Linked DNA regions of Mus musculus: regions 2, 3 and 4 are each linked to region 1. A link is a contact called in public HiChIP or PLAC-seq, Micro-C and promoter capture Hi-C data. All regions are on one chromosome and are shown on one strand. The core of a region is the stretch at or near the end of the contact, and the rest is flanking DNA. Distances in the headings are between cores, read along the strand shown.

What was found. Promoter capture Hi-C pulls out the DNA fragments that hold promoters and counts their contacts. HiChIP or PLAC-seq counts read pairs in DNA pulled down with a chosen protein or histone mark. A called contact is a pair of places that touch in the nucleus more often than the background predicts.
Region 2: a promoter capture Hi-C map of second pharyngeal arch cranial neural crest shows a contact between it and region 1, with 7 times the contacts expected there. The contact joins the enhancer-like site here to the promoter of Khdrbs3 in region 1. A contact is called at or near these places in 13 of 39 promoter capture datasets (the 3T3-L1 cell line, the C10 cell line, cranial neural crest and 9 more), 1 of 15 datasets of contacts at CTCF or cohesin (pro-B cells), 32 of 484 Hi-C or Micro-C datasets (the AML12 cell line, LSK cells, Sertoli cells and 17 more), 14 of 115 datasets of contacts at active chromatin or transcription factors (astrocytes, cardiomyocytes, craniofacial prominence and 10 more) and 1 of 9 other capture datasets (liver).
Region 3: a contact with region 1 is called in a Micro-C map of embryonic stem cells, with 6 times the contacts expected there. The contact joins the enhancer-like site here to the promoter of Khdrbs3 in region 1. A contact is called at or near these places in 4 of 39 promoter capture datasets (embryonic stem cells, hippocampal neurons and stem cell-derived epiblast-like cells), 5 of 484 Hi-C or Micro-C datasets (embryonic stem cells and uterus) and 2 of 115 datasets of contacts at active chromatin or transcription factors (astrocytes and embryonic stem cells).
Region 4: a contact with region 1 is called in a RAD21 HiChIP or PLAC-seq map of pro-B cells, with 4 times the contacts expected there. The contact joins the enhancer-like site here to the promoter of Khdrbs3 in region 1. A contact is called at or near these places in 10 of 39 promoter capture datasets (3T3-L1-derived adipocytes, embryonic stem cells, hippocampal neurons and 4 more), 1 of 15 datasets of contacts at CTCF or cohesin (pro-B cells), 8 of 115 datasets of contacts at active chromatin or transcription factors (craniofacial prominence, embryonic basal ganglia, embryonic forebrain and 5 more) and 1 of 9 other capture datasets (embryonic stem cells).

The regions. Positions count from the first base shown.
Region 1 is chr15:68,926,993-68,930,352 of GRCm38.p6, forward strand. It overlaps Khdrbs3 (KH domain containing, RNA binding, signal transduction associated 3), which reads left to right and starts at 1,428. Exons shown (of 9, transcript NM_010158.2): 1 at 1,428-1,841. The coding sequence starts at 1,754.
Region 2 is chr15:69,577,974-69,581,061 of GRCm38.p6, forward strand. No RefSeq gene overlaps it. Among named protein-coding and RNA genes, the nearest start is that of Gm23987, 110 kb to the right of the region's middle. Within about 2 kb of position 1,613, at least 4 of the 459 cell types and tissues checked have an H3K27ac peak or open chromatin away from gene starts, as enhancers often do. A contact at or near this core is called in craniofacial prominence and second pharyngeal arch cranial neural crest, where this site is marked.
Region 3 is chr15:68,361,550-68,364,827 of GRCm38.p6, forward strand. No RefSeq gene overlaps it. Among named protein-coding and RNA genes, the nearest start is that of Mir30d, 22 kb to the left of the region's middle. Within about 2 kb of position 1,927, at least 408 of the 459 cell types and tissues checked have an H3K27ac peak or open chromatin away from gene starts, as enhancers often do. A contact at or near this core is called in astrocytes, embryonic stem cells and uterus, where this site is marked.
Region 4 is chr15:69,613,196-69,616,509 of GRCm38.p6, forward strand. No RefSeq gene overlaps it. Among named protein-coding and RNA genes, the nearest start is that of Gm23987, 71 kb to the right of the region's middle. Within about 2 kb of position 1,471, at least 12 of the 459 cell types and tissues checked have an H3K27ac peak or open chromatin away from gene starts, as enhancers often do. A contact at or near this core is called in pro-B cells, where this site is marked.

The DNA of each region.
Region 1 (3,360 bases), core at 178-2,677:
CTCTGCTGGGGTTGTGCTCTGTCTTCAGCATCAAGGAGCACACAGATGGTGTTGCCTGCTGCCTTTCGAAGCTTCTGCCTCAGAAAGCAGCCATGCGAGGGAGACTGCCACAGAACAGTCTGGCTTTCATTTTGTGCCTGGTGATTGTGAAATAGTACATCCTTATGAGGTTCCTAAGAAATAATCTTTTCTCATCTCCATAGGATAGATGAAGAGACTGAGGCACAAATGACCTAAGTTTGCTAAAAGGTCAGAACTAGTTAACCACTGTATTTTACTGCCACTTGCCAGTTCTGACTAAAGAGAGACAAGGGGGAGGTTGTTGTCGGGGACGCTACAGTAGTACCTAACCTGCAACCAAGTCCACACAAGGCTGGAAAAGGGATCAGGTGCTTGGGGGATTCCTTCAGCACACTGTTCTGGCGCTCTCTCCACATCCGTCCCTGACAACAGGTGTTAGAGACCTCTCCCTCAGACAAAATTTGCTGTTCCCCAAGATAGCCCTAGGCTAGTGAAAGCGGAGTTGTAGTTCTGTGAAGGGCTTTAGAGTACAGGGAGAGGAAAAAAACGAAGCAATTAAGGTTTTTCTAGGGAAGTCTTGAGCACTGTCAAGGGACTCTGGTTATCGAGGTTGGGGTTATGATATCCTCTGAACAGGGACTCAGGAGTCCTTGGTCTAGTGTGAGACATTTATTCCACACACCTCAGAGGATCTAAAAGGAGCCTAGGAGAGCATTTGCTGGGGTCTGGTTGCCTGTCGGAGGGCGACAGAAGACATCACCACCATGCGTGGTGTGGTAGGTTCCCTACTGGAGACAGTTTAGAGAGACTCATTCATCCACGTCCAGACACCACCATATAAGGAGAAGGGCAACACGGAGCAAGTCTCGGAAGACAAAGACAGTCTGAAGGGCAGGCGCTTTTATGTAACCGACTTCTGCGCCAAGGGTCTCAGGAGGCTGGCGTTTTAAGTCCTGCCCGGCGGTATTTTCGTACAAATAGCAGCGGACAGCAAAGCGACCTAAGTTGGGCAAGTTCGTGGTGCTTTGGCAAACCAGGAGTCTGGTCGCACTGCCTGTTCCCAGAGCCTGGCAGTATGAACCTGGGCTCCAAAGGCTCTGCCCTTGTCCCTTCTGGCTAGGACGGGTGACCTTGGACGCGCCACTTGACCCATGAGCCTCAGTTTCCCAGACTGCACATACAAGGCAATGCTGGACAGCTTACAGACGCTCATCGGGGAGCCCTGGATGGAGACCCCTGATCTAGGGACCGGAAGCGCCCCTACAATGTCCCCGCTGCGGGCCCGCGCAGTCCCAGTGCCCCCACGAGGCGGCGCGCGCCGGGCGGTCAGCATAGCGCGCAGGCGCGGCGGGCGGGGCGGGGAGGGCGCGGGGCACTGCGCGGCGGCTCAGAGCGCGCGGGGTGGCGCGCGGGGCGGGTCGTGGCAGAGCAAGGCATCGTCGCAGCCGGCGAGCAAGACTGGCCAGCGCTCCTCGGCTTTCCAGCCCGCTCTCTTCGCTCATCCCGCCGCCTTGCAGCCCGCGGCCCGCAGCGCGGTGATCTGGGGCTCCACGGGGCCGGGCTGAGCGGCCGCCGCCCGCCCCGAGCCGCCGCCGCCGCCCGGCCGCCCGCCCGGCTTAGCCGCCGAGGCGCCTGGCGGGGTCCGCGCCGCCGGGGGCGGGCGGCTCGGGCTGCGGGGCGGCTGGCGCGCGCGCGCCGCGGGGCGGAGAAGCGGGCCCGGCGGCCGGCGAGCATGGAGGAGAAGTACCTGCCGGAGCTGATGGCGGAGAAGGACTCTCTGGACCCCTCCTTCACGCACGCCCTGCGCTTGGTGAACCGAGGTGAGCTCGGCGGCCGTTAACGGCACCCGCGTAGCCGGCTCCGGAGAGGAGGGAGGAGGCCCGACATCAGCAAGGGACTGGAGTCTCTTCCTTGGGGACCCTGGTGGACCCAGGGGAAACTTCTGGGAGGAGGACAGAGAGCGTGTAGGAGCCTGTGTCTGGACTGGTCCTGGATGAGTCCACCAGAGAGAAAGAGAGTGGGACGCCCTGGGACCTGGGGTGTTTGGGGTATCTAAGGAGCTGCAAGAAAGCGCATCAGGGATAAGGATGGGCTTGGGCGAATCTGCTGCGCAGGAGGTGAAGGGAACAGGTGCTTGGTTTGTTAGTGAAGTTTGGGGACCTTGGAAGAGGTTTAGGGTCAGATCCTCCAAGCACGATAGAGGGGAGGACTCCAGCGGCCCCGAGGGAGGAGCCCAGCTTCTCTCCCACGGTTTTTCTGTGTGTGCCTAGGCGGCCGCCGGCTGGGCAGTTTGCTGTTCCTGGGGGCGGGCACTCATGCCAGCCTGGCAGGCAGGCGGCCCTTGAAGGTCTCAGTTTGGTAGAGGAGGCCCGCCAGAGAGCCAGTTCTTGCTCGCTCTTTTCTCTTCTTGAGACAAGCTGGTCGGGTGACCCTCATTGGTGTCAGGCTTAGGGTTGAACACATTGCCAAACGATCCACCCGCCTGTGCCATTTTTCACACTCCTCCAACCAGCGCGGGTGGTAAAAGGAACCGGGAAGTGCCAAGGACAGGGACACTGGGGTTTATGGAGGCACGCCTACCCAGGACAGTATTCTTCAGGTTTACTTCTCCTCTGGCTTCCTGAATCATCTGTTGGGATGGAAGGTAAATGAAGCCTGCCTTTACCGGATCTATCTGCGACACCCGGGTCCAGCATGGTTCATGTTTCAGAGGAAGATGGTCTGGGAACCTCTGGTTCTTTTTTTTTTTTTTTTTCACCCCTCTCCTTTTCCATACTTCTTTTTAAGGGATATGACAGAAACATTATCTGGTCAGATCTGTAACCATTTTTATGAATCACTTTGTCTAGTGGATCCTATTGGGGGTATGCTGTTCACAGCGCTGGTCCTGACTCTTATTGTTGGGAGAGAAAGATGAGGCAGACATATTCTATTTGTGTGTAGACACCTATGTTTTAGAACCACGACCTCTGTTACTTGCCTATTGTAGACAGTTGTCAGGATTAGGCTGTTGTCCTCCTGTGGGGGTGGTGTGGAGAGAATTACTTTCTCCAAGAAGTGAAGCTTCTTTGAACAGAAATATGCTTGCCAGCCTCTCCCGTTAATGGTTAGTGGCATGCTTATTTTGATTTCTTTAATATACCGGAGCTTGTGAAAAAAGTCATGGGCGTTGTTCAGTCTTAAATTAGTGGAAAGGAATTTTAAGTTTTGCTGCCCGGTCCTTCTGAGCAGTCTTGTAGTTAGGTCCCTGCAGTTAGGTTTGTACTACCCACTCCCGATCTTTATGTCTAGCTTTGGCTTCTTGCTGGGCTCTCATCTCTGTAAGAAATTTCTTTGTAC
Region 2 (3,088 bases), core at 363-2,862, 650 kb after region 1:
GACTTTACAGTGTGGTTGACCCACTTACAAGGGAGCTACTCAACCACTCAATACTCTTCTGGATTAGAATCGAACATTTAACAGTCTTGACTTTGTACAGAAACCTCTTATTTCTCACTCCTAGTGGGTTTTTAACCTTCTATATAATTGTGTATATCCACAATTGAGGGACATGTTCTACTCTTGTCAATATAGGCAAAATATTCTATCCATTTATTTATCCTCTAACTTATTTCAGTCAGCTTGGAAGCCATGAAAGTTAATCTCCATTGTAAACTTGACTAGATTTAGAGTCACTGTAGAAACCCTCCCCCTCTCTCTCTTGCTAGCACTCTTGCTCTCTCTCCCAATGTGTGTGTGTGTGTGTGTGTGTGTGTGTGTGTGTGTGTGTGTGTGTGTGTGTAAAGGCAAAGGATTCTTGTAAGGTTTACCTATAGAGAGATTACTAACCAGTGATGTAAGTAATACCTTCCAATGGGCTAGAACACTGAACTGAATCTGAGGAAGTCATTAAGTAGAAAACCCCATTCACTACCATTTGATTTCTGGCTGTGAAAACAATATGACCAGCTGCTTCATCCTCTTTCCATTTTGTCTTGCCCTGATGATTCACCTCAAATTGTATTACTTCACACTGGGAATTAAAATAAACCCTTCTTCCTTTCAGTCCCTTCTTGTCATGTATTTAGCTACAGCAATGAGAAAGAAATTAATACAGTAGTAGATAATAACCTTCATGCATGTTATAGATTAGAGTAACACTTCTGATTCGTTTGCTGTGATCTAGAAAAATAGTACCATGTATACCACTGAATCAGTTTTTGCTGCTGTTGAGTGTTGTAAACATGGCAATAGCCAAGACAGTTTCTACTCTGGGGAATCTCCATAGACTGACTTCAGTAATGCTTAGTTCTTTACATTGTCTAGTGCTCCGATCCTCTTTTCCCACAGTGCCTAGTAATGAGTAAATTATGTTGTCCTTAGGAAAGGCCTTTATGTTTTTATCATTTCCATCGTGACTATATCTGTTAACATAACTATGAATGCTCCAATCTAAATTAACCATTTGTTAATTTGTACATTTTTAAAAATAGTTGCATAATTTTTGAAAATTCAATACATGAGCACAGCAGCTATATCACTTCCGCCTTTCTGCTTCCCCACCACCAACATCTACCAAATCCATGATCTCCTTTTAAATTATTGTTGCATGTATATGCATAGACATACACATATAACATACTGAGTGCATTTAGTTTTGTACTCATACATCCATGTGTCCAGGACTGACCTCATGGGATTGGACATCCCATATGACATTCACTGATTTTACAGGTTTCAATTTTTAGCCTCCCTTTCCACTTTCCATTTGCTTCTGCAATGTTGCCCATCGAGGAAAGAAGAACTGACTTTGTTGAACAGATGTTATAATAAAGGGAATCATCTTACTGACCTGTTCTCTGTCTTCTCAATTTAGTCCCTGCACTATGGACTGTGAATGTTTTGAATTAACTCAGTTGATTATGAAGAATCCCTTAAACTTTCCCTTTAATAGAATCCAAGCTTCTCTTTCCAGACTGATTCAATTAAGATTCATTTTAACTGCAGAACCCTGTCTACATAATTGTTCTCTTAAAGTCCTTTAAAAGACATGTATCAAATTCCCTAGTGCTGTCTAGCTTCTAGTTTTACCTCCAATTCCCTACTTAATGAAGCTGAAAAGAGAGGGTTATTATATTGTTCCTTTGTTTTTATTGGACAGGCCCAAGAGAATTTGTCCAATTCTGTTGAAATACTACTAATCTGACATTTTCACAAGGATTTAGAACACGTTCTTTGTATGTGCACAATGTAAGACAGCGATTTCTTTTCCTTCCATCCTCTCTACCTTTTTCTCTCTCTCTCCCTTTCTCCCTCTCCTTCCTTTCTTCCCTTCCTTCCTTCCTTCCTTCCTTCCTTCCTTCCTTCCTTCCTTCCTCCCTCCCTCCCTCCCTCCCTCCCTCCCTCCCTCCCTCCCTCCCTTCTTCCATTCTTTCTCCTTTCCTTCCTCTCACTCTCATTTCTCCCTCTTTCTTTTCCTTTGCCTTTTTTTCTCCTTTTTTTTTCTGGGTGGCTGTACATATGTATGTGTGTACATATATATGCATACATGTATGCATACATGTATGCATGCTTGCTGATGGAGCCCAGAGATTGATGGAAATGCTATCCCTTATTTTCTCTCCCAAATTATTTTGAAGAAGGAACTCTCACTGCAGCAGAAGTTCACTTTTTCAGCTATAATGGAGCATTTCTGAGTCTCAGCATCCACCTGCTCAGTGCAAACGATACTGCCACACACAGCTTTTACATGGATGCTGATGATCCAAACCCAGAAAGTTTTGCTCTCATAGTAAGCTCTGCTTTTATTCCACAGTCCTTCTGAACATGTGAGAACAAGTTTACATATATTCTTACCTAAATGCTGTCTATTGATACTAGAGGCTCTTGGCATGCTATTATTTCAGTCGTGCGTCCTCCTGTGACCTTGGTTTATTGGGCAGTGGGAAAGTACCATGAGAAAACTGTGTGGCAATGAGGTATGGCCAATGACATTCAAGAAAAAAACAAAATAAAACAAACAAACAAAAAAACCCTAACACTGTGCTTTTTAGAATCTGAGACATGTATCTGTGCTTAGATGAGTTATATCATGAAAGTTTGTTCAGGGGATGGGTATTTAAGTGTTGACCAACAGTGAATATGAAAATAAACTACCCAGAACAATTGACTGGGTTTCACTTAGTTGCTAGACAAAAATACAAGAATGAATAAATGTAAGTTTAATGCATTTTTTAACTTCTTTGTCTTTCTTTTCTTTTCTCTTTTCTTTTCTTCTTTTTCTTTCTTTTCCCTCTCTGTCTCTGTCTGTCTCTCTCTCTCTCTTTCTCTCTCTTTTTCTTCATATTTATGTATCTGTCTTTTACAAATGGGGATGGTATGGAGCAATCAGGTTCTAGACTTAAAACCTGGCCTCTGTGTTCTTGATCTTGCACCTCCTTTTTGGTTGTAATTTTTTTGTTAAGTCTATGGTATATCGTAAGTAGCT
Region 3 (3,278 bases), core at 677-3,176, 560 kb before region 1:
TATTCAGAATTAAAAGGAAAAGCACTCATATATCAGAAATGCTCAGGGTGAGAATCAAAACTTGAATTTACTAAGCCTTCTAACTTACATCAAATTTACAGAAGGGTGTCCTTCTGGCTGTTCCTTCACTATAACCCACTACACCTTTCACAAACCGGGGAGTCTTCTAAAGTTTAATATACACCTGGCACCTGTTTAGACTGGTTTTTACTGGGGGGGGGGGGGTGAGGCATCTCTTATCAATCTGAACACACTACACTGGAAATTTCCAAACTCCCAAATAAAGGCACACCAGGTCCGAGTGCGTGCCTGGTATTCTCAAAGTCATCTCCTGGAGAGCCGTTCATGTAGGAAAATCACTTTAATGTCTGAGAAGGAGGCAGGATCCATGCGCGCATTATGATCCTGCTAAAACTAAAAAGAAAGAAAAAACAAAACAAAACAAAACATGTATCCATGAAGAAAGGAAGGTCCGGATTAGCGACTGACAGTCCGAAAAGACCTGGGTTGGAAGAGTCCCGAGTTCCTCTGAGGGAAGCTGTGCACTGATGGGTGGCACTGGGTCAACGTGATTACTTAACCTTGCCAGCCAAAACTAAACTCTGCTCGGACCAGCCCCAAAGCTGGGGGTGCCGGAGCCTATCAAGTACTCCGGTGTCTTCTCGTTTCTTCCCGTGAAACGTGGAGCCTGACACCTGAAACTTCACCCAGACGCTACCGCATTTCGGAGCGTTTGCATTTATTTTTTAAAGTGCAACCGGCAAGAATCAGTTGTCGGCCGGCGTGCGAGAGGGAGAGATTAACCTATTTCCTGCACACACAGGAAAAGAACTCATGACAATTCAAGCAGTTCCCTCTCTTCCAAGTAACTTTTTGGTAACCATTCGTCCTGAAATAACCACAAGCAACAAACACTGGGCACTGGCATGGCAACGACCAGCGGGCGTGCCAGGTCCCCCAAAGGCGGGGTCCGTGGGTCTGCGACCCGGTCCGGCCCCGAGCTGCGGCCCCTCAGCCCTCAGCCCCCCAGCGCCGGTCCTGGCTCCGCGCGACTTTGGCGGGGAAATGCACTTCGCCGGCCCGGACGGGAGGGCAGCTCGCCGCGGGCCGGAGTTTCCGAAGTGTCCCGAGCCCTTCCCGTGGCCTCGGCGACTCCCGGCTGCGGCCGCCCGGGGGCCCACCTGCCCCAGGGCCGCGGGGCCGAGCCGCTGCCGAGCCCGAGGGGCGGCGCCGCCCCCCGCCGGCCGAGCGCCTGTCAGCCGCGCCTCCCAGGCCGCGCCTCGCCCCGCACCGCACGCGCCCAGCGCCCGTCGCACTCACCTGGCCGCTCTCGCCGACCGACCGCGCGAGGCCGGAGACGCGCGACGAGAGGCCGCCGCCCGTCGCCCGCCCGCCCGCCCGCCCGGCTGAGTCCACCTCCCGCCCGCCCGCCCGCGCGCGCCTCGCGCCCGTCGCGCGCCCGTCGCGGCCGGGGAGGGGGTCGCGAGCACGCGCGGGCGAGGGGCGCGGGCGGCGGCCGCTGGGAAGCCGGCCCGGCCGCGTCCGTCATGGCGCACGGCGCGGCGGCCGCTCGCTGCGTTCTCTCCGTTCGTTCGCCTTTAGTTTGACCTTTCCCTCCAGTGTGTCTGAGGAGAGCGGCCGTGCGCGCGCGCGTGTGCATGGCTCTGGGTGTGCGCGCGCGCGCGCGTGTGTGTGAGTGGGAAGGGGCCGGGTTCGTTCCCCGACGCCTGACGTCACTGCCATGGCAACGGCAGCCTCCACCCCTCTCTTCCCGCTTCCTGTACCCGCCCCCCTCGGCACGTTAAGAGGCGGGGCTCACGTGCTCACTGAGCGCGCGTGCGCACGCACCCGCAGCGCGGGGGGCGCTGGGCGGTAACGAGGCGTCCAGGAAACTCCTCCTTCTCCTTGCGGTCCCCCGGAATTGGGCCAATATGGAGAGGAGGTGCTAGGGGCGGGCGCCCTTGGTTGCTAGGTTGCGTGAAAAATATCCTGAGGTAGTGCGAAAACTCTCCCTCCATCACTGAGCATGTCTGGGGAAAGGGGGCGTGTGAGCCCGAGTTGGGCGAGGTGAAGGAGGACGTTCAGAGAGTAGCAGAAAGAGGCTGGACATTGGGGACAGGTCAGAGCGTGTCGAACTGGGACCGCGTGGCTGCTTAGAACGGTTTACTTCTTCCCACCTCCTTGTGTGATCATGGGCATGCACGTTAAACACTCTGAACTGAATGTCCCAGCCAAAAAAAAAGAAAAAAGGGGTGGGGGGGATACTAAGAAAATCTGTCACAAGATGATCGTTAGTACTAAAAGAGAGAACTTGCGTAATGACTTCCCTGGTGCGTGGTAAACACTAAACATCTAGCTGCTATTGTGGAGTACATGGCCTAAGAATTTTGCAAGTGGGTACAAGGGACTCGTGGTTTTCTGAGACAGAGTCTCACTATGGAGCCCTCTTTGTCCTGGAACTCAATAATGTAGACCACCAGGCTAGCCTAGAACTCAAGAGCAGTGTGTGTTAGGATAAAAAAGCATCGGCCACCTTCCCTGGAGTGACATTAAATGATCACAGTGGATTACTGTCATAGCCTTTAAAGTTCAAGGGTCCTGTGGCTTATGAAGCCACCTTTTAGGAAGAGGAGAATAAAAATTTGCAGGGAACACTCTTTCCCGTTAAAGATCTTCCCCTGTGACTATGGAATCACTTCTCAATCTCATGCTGTCTCGTTCCCGCAGAGGTTTAGAATGCTCAACTTAAAGGGCTGGACCCTTAAGTTATTTGAGGAGAACGGTTCTGTACCACCCACAAAAAAATCAACAAAATTGCCCTTTCCTCTGATTCCTCAACCGGTGTTAATTTACTGCACGTTTTCTTTAAAGGTGCTCTTCAAATGTGTAGGTATATGAAGAAAAGGTAATTTAGCTAACCGGCATTTTCCAGTGGTCAAGTGGGAAAGAAGTTTGTTGTCCAACCTGCAGGCATGCAATGACCAGATCTGGGGAAGGCAGGCTCCTTAGATTTCAGACTAGCTGGTTACCTCCTCAGTCCTCAAACCTCTGATTGAAACTCTTTTTAAGTTACCCCTTAATTACAGTCTGCCTCCCAGAGTCTCTTGGCTATTGCAGGACTATTTCTACTGTTGCTGTTTCTGCTTTTGAACCTCAAATCTAAGCCTGGCCTTGATAGAGAATGTGACCCAAGCTCCGCAGATACACTCTTGAGTTCTCTACTTTCTTCCAAAACTAGTAGTATTTATGTGGCCCTTCTAAATTCCCAAAAGGTTGCT
Region 4 (3,314 bases), core at 221-2,720, 690 kb after region 1:
ACTAAAGTCCTGCCATTGGAGAAGGGGAGAGACAACTTCTGGAAGTTTGGGATTGGCAGACTGTGGATTCTCAGCAAGTATTGTATGGGAAGAAATCAGTAAGTGGAAATTTCAGCCAAGGGGCATCCATGATCCAATTGGGACATCTGAGTCCACAGGTTTTCTGCTGTCACTAGGTCGCAGGAGGTGACACTCTGAGTGTTCTGTGTGAGAATGTTTGGTTATTCCAAGAATGTGGAACTGCATGTAAATAGGTGACTTACTCAATGTCATTTTGGTCACATAAAATGCCTTATCCAAGTCACCCAATTGACCAGTGTCCTATGCACTTGCTAAGTTTTTGTTGACTTGGCAGTCTATAGAGTCCTACTCACATAACTCCAGAATCTCTTTTGCTTTAAACCTTGAAATGTTATAATTAATCTGAGAGTTATAACTAAACTGTAGCTATTAGAGGACATAGTGTATTCCTTAGAGTCCTACAGTGCCTCCTAGCTGGCTTTCCCCTTAGTGATGCAAAGATGAAATCCTCTTCATTCAACCACTTGGTTGATAATTCTACTGAGATGAAAAATTGATGTTGCATGGATGCTTGCTCTTTTTACATGCAAATAAATTTTAAATGTAGTTTTTCCAAATGATGTTCACTTTTAACATTATTAGCCAAGAAATTAGGACTTTGCAAATGTCCCTGCCATCAGCATCAACATTAACACCATCACTTCACTAAGGCATGTAGTTGTTCATTAAGTGTGAACAAGGCACTTGGCACAAAGTGAGTGCTAAGGAGACTAAAATCCACAAACATGAGTCAGGGGTGACAGAAATAATTTTACTTTACATCTTAGATCAGACAGATGTTGAATTTGCTAAAACAACTTTATTTTAGCTCATCATTACTTTTAAAACCCATTTTAATGCCAGTATTTTTGCTTTGCCCTTGGATGGAAACACAGTTTTCCTGACTTCCTCACCTCTTTTAAACGGCAAATTCAAGCACAGTTTGTGGCTAGAAGATAAAGATACCCAGATCACTGACAGGAAGTTGTGAAAAGCTGAACTCTTACTGGGGTTCACTCAGACCCCACAGTCTAATCTCTGGAGACAGGAAGTTTAGTTATTTTTAGCTTTTGTTCAAGTTAGATTTTTCTTTTTCTTCTTCTTCTTTTTCTAATTCTGAGTTTTGTCCACGAATGAAGTGAAGAGTGAAAATAGCTTTGTACCGGCAGCATTATTGATGCACCCATGTGCTCACTGTCACATAGTAGGCTCGCTGCACATAGTAGGCTCGCTGCCTGAGAAGATGTACAGTGTTGGAATGTAGCACTGGGGGTGTTGAATGTTTCCTACTTGGCATGTCTTGATCCAAACTCATAAAATACTTTGATCTCACCAAGCAGGGGCCAGTGAGAAGGTGACACTCTGACGAGGACTACTTTGGTGTTGTCCTGAGGTTTTTGTTCCTCATAAAGAGACTGCCTTACCCTTTCAGATGAAGTGTTTTGCTAAGACCCTGGAAGCTCCTGGCTGAAGTACTATTGCTATTCGCATGGGGTACTTCCTTGTTTGTGTCTTCTTGAATATCTCAAGGCTCCACCTTAATAAAAACATCCCACAGTTATAGGTGCTGATCTTAATCTCCCTAAATCGTTCTCTTAGAAATGGCCACAGGCTACTATCCAACTTGATATCATCCTTAATCCATCTGCATTTGGTAGTCTCCTAGAAAGACCATTATGACTCTGTAATTGCAATCTGAAGTTGCTCTTATTTTCTTAGGATAGGTCCAACTTGCATGTTATGTCTTAGTCAACTTTACAGATATATATCAACAGCAAATCTAGGCAAGGGAGCATAGAGCAGAGAGTAAAACACATAAGATGTATATGTAAAGATCTGAGCTCAAGTCTCCAGAAGCCACATAAACCTGAGAGCAGAAGTGCAGGTCTGCAATCCCTGTTCGTCCTATGGGGAGATGGTAGAGTGAAACTGGAGAACCCCTCAAAACTTATAGGCCAAATAGCCTGGACTACACAGTGTTGTAGTGATGAAACAAAAGAAGGTCAAAAATGAAGGTTGTCACTAGTCAGGCTAGGACCATCTGAAATCAGATCATCCCGAAGATCCTTTTAAAACCCCAGTGCAGAGTCCATCTGGGTGATACCTTCACTTTCTTCATCCTCATGTGTGACACAAACGTCCCCAGTGCCTAAGGTATTCTGTTTCCAACTCAATTTGGAATGTAGCATCTGTTGAGTTCATGCTCCATGAAGCATGAAGAGTACCATTTTAACATCCCATTACAGCCCCATTAACAGTCCATGCATGCCTGTGAGCTGCTCTAACTCTTACTTCAGAGGTGAAAAGCCTAATTTTCAGGGAGGTGAACAGGGTCACCTATGCTACAGGCACTGTGGGAGCTCACTCTGCCTATCATGTTGGCATCAGTGATCATGTAACAGGATGTACCATCACTGTTTGTCCTATGTGAACTCGTGAGTCCATGGACCAATCTTTATTTCCCATACGCTGAAGATGATCAGTTTTCTTACTGCTAGTAGTTAATCCAGGTACTCTTTGCTAATATGGTAGAGGAATTAAAAGCCATCCTACCTTGTATCCATGAGACAGTAGTCATCCTCTTTCAACTAGAGATGGCCAAAAATGTCCTAGTCATTTCTAATGCCATCCAGATTGGGAACCACAGTTCTGCAGTGATGTTTTACCATGTGTGTAGGCCATACATGATTGGACAAGGATTTAAATAGAATAGATGGCCTAATTTATTGTTGAAGATGCAATTTACCATCAAAGCCACACACACACACACACACACACACACACACATTCAACATATTCAATGCATAGTGCCTAAATAAATAAAGTGAATAAAATTTACAGCCAACTAATGTCTAGAAGAGAAAAAAAAAAGGATAGTTGTTTACTTTTGTGTGTTTGTGTGAAGGAAGACATTTGCACATGTATACATGTGGAGGTCAGAGGACAACTTGTTCTTTCCTTCCACCATGTGGATCCCAGGGATTGAATTTAGACTGTCAGACTTGGCAGTAAGTAACATTACCCACCGGGCCATCTCAGCAGCCCTGTAAAAAACAATTAAATTCATATTCAAACTCATACCATTAAGTTGACAATGGGCCTCAAGACAACAGATAACATCAATATATTTATTTTATTTCTTTTAATTTTATTGTCTGTTCGAAGAATGGACCGTTTTCTATTTATGTCAGGGACCCTCAATTTTGAGGTAGAACATATTATTTGATCAGTAGGTTCACTCTCACTTCTTGGTA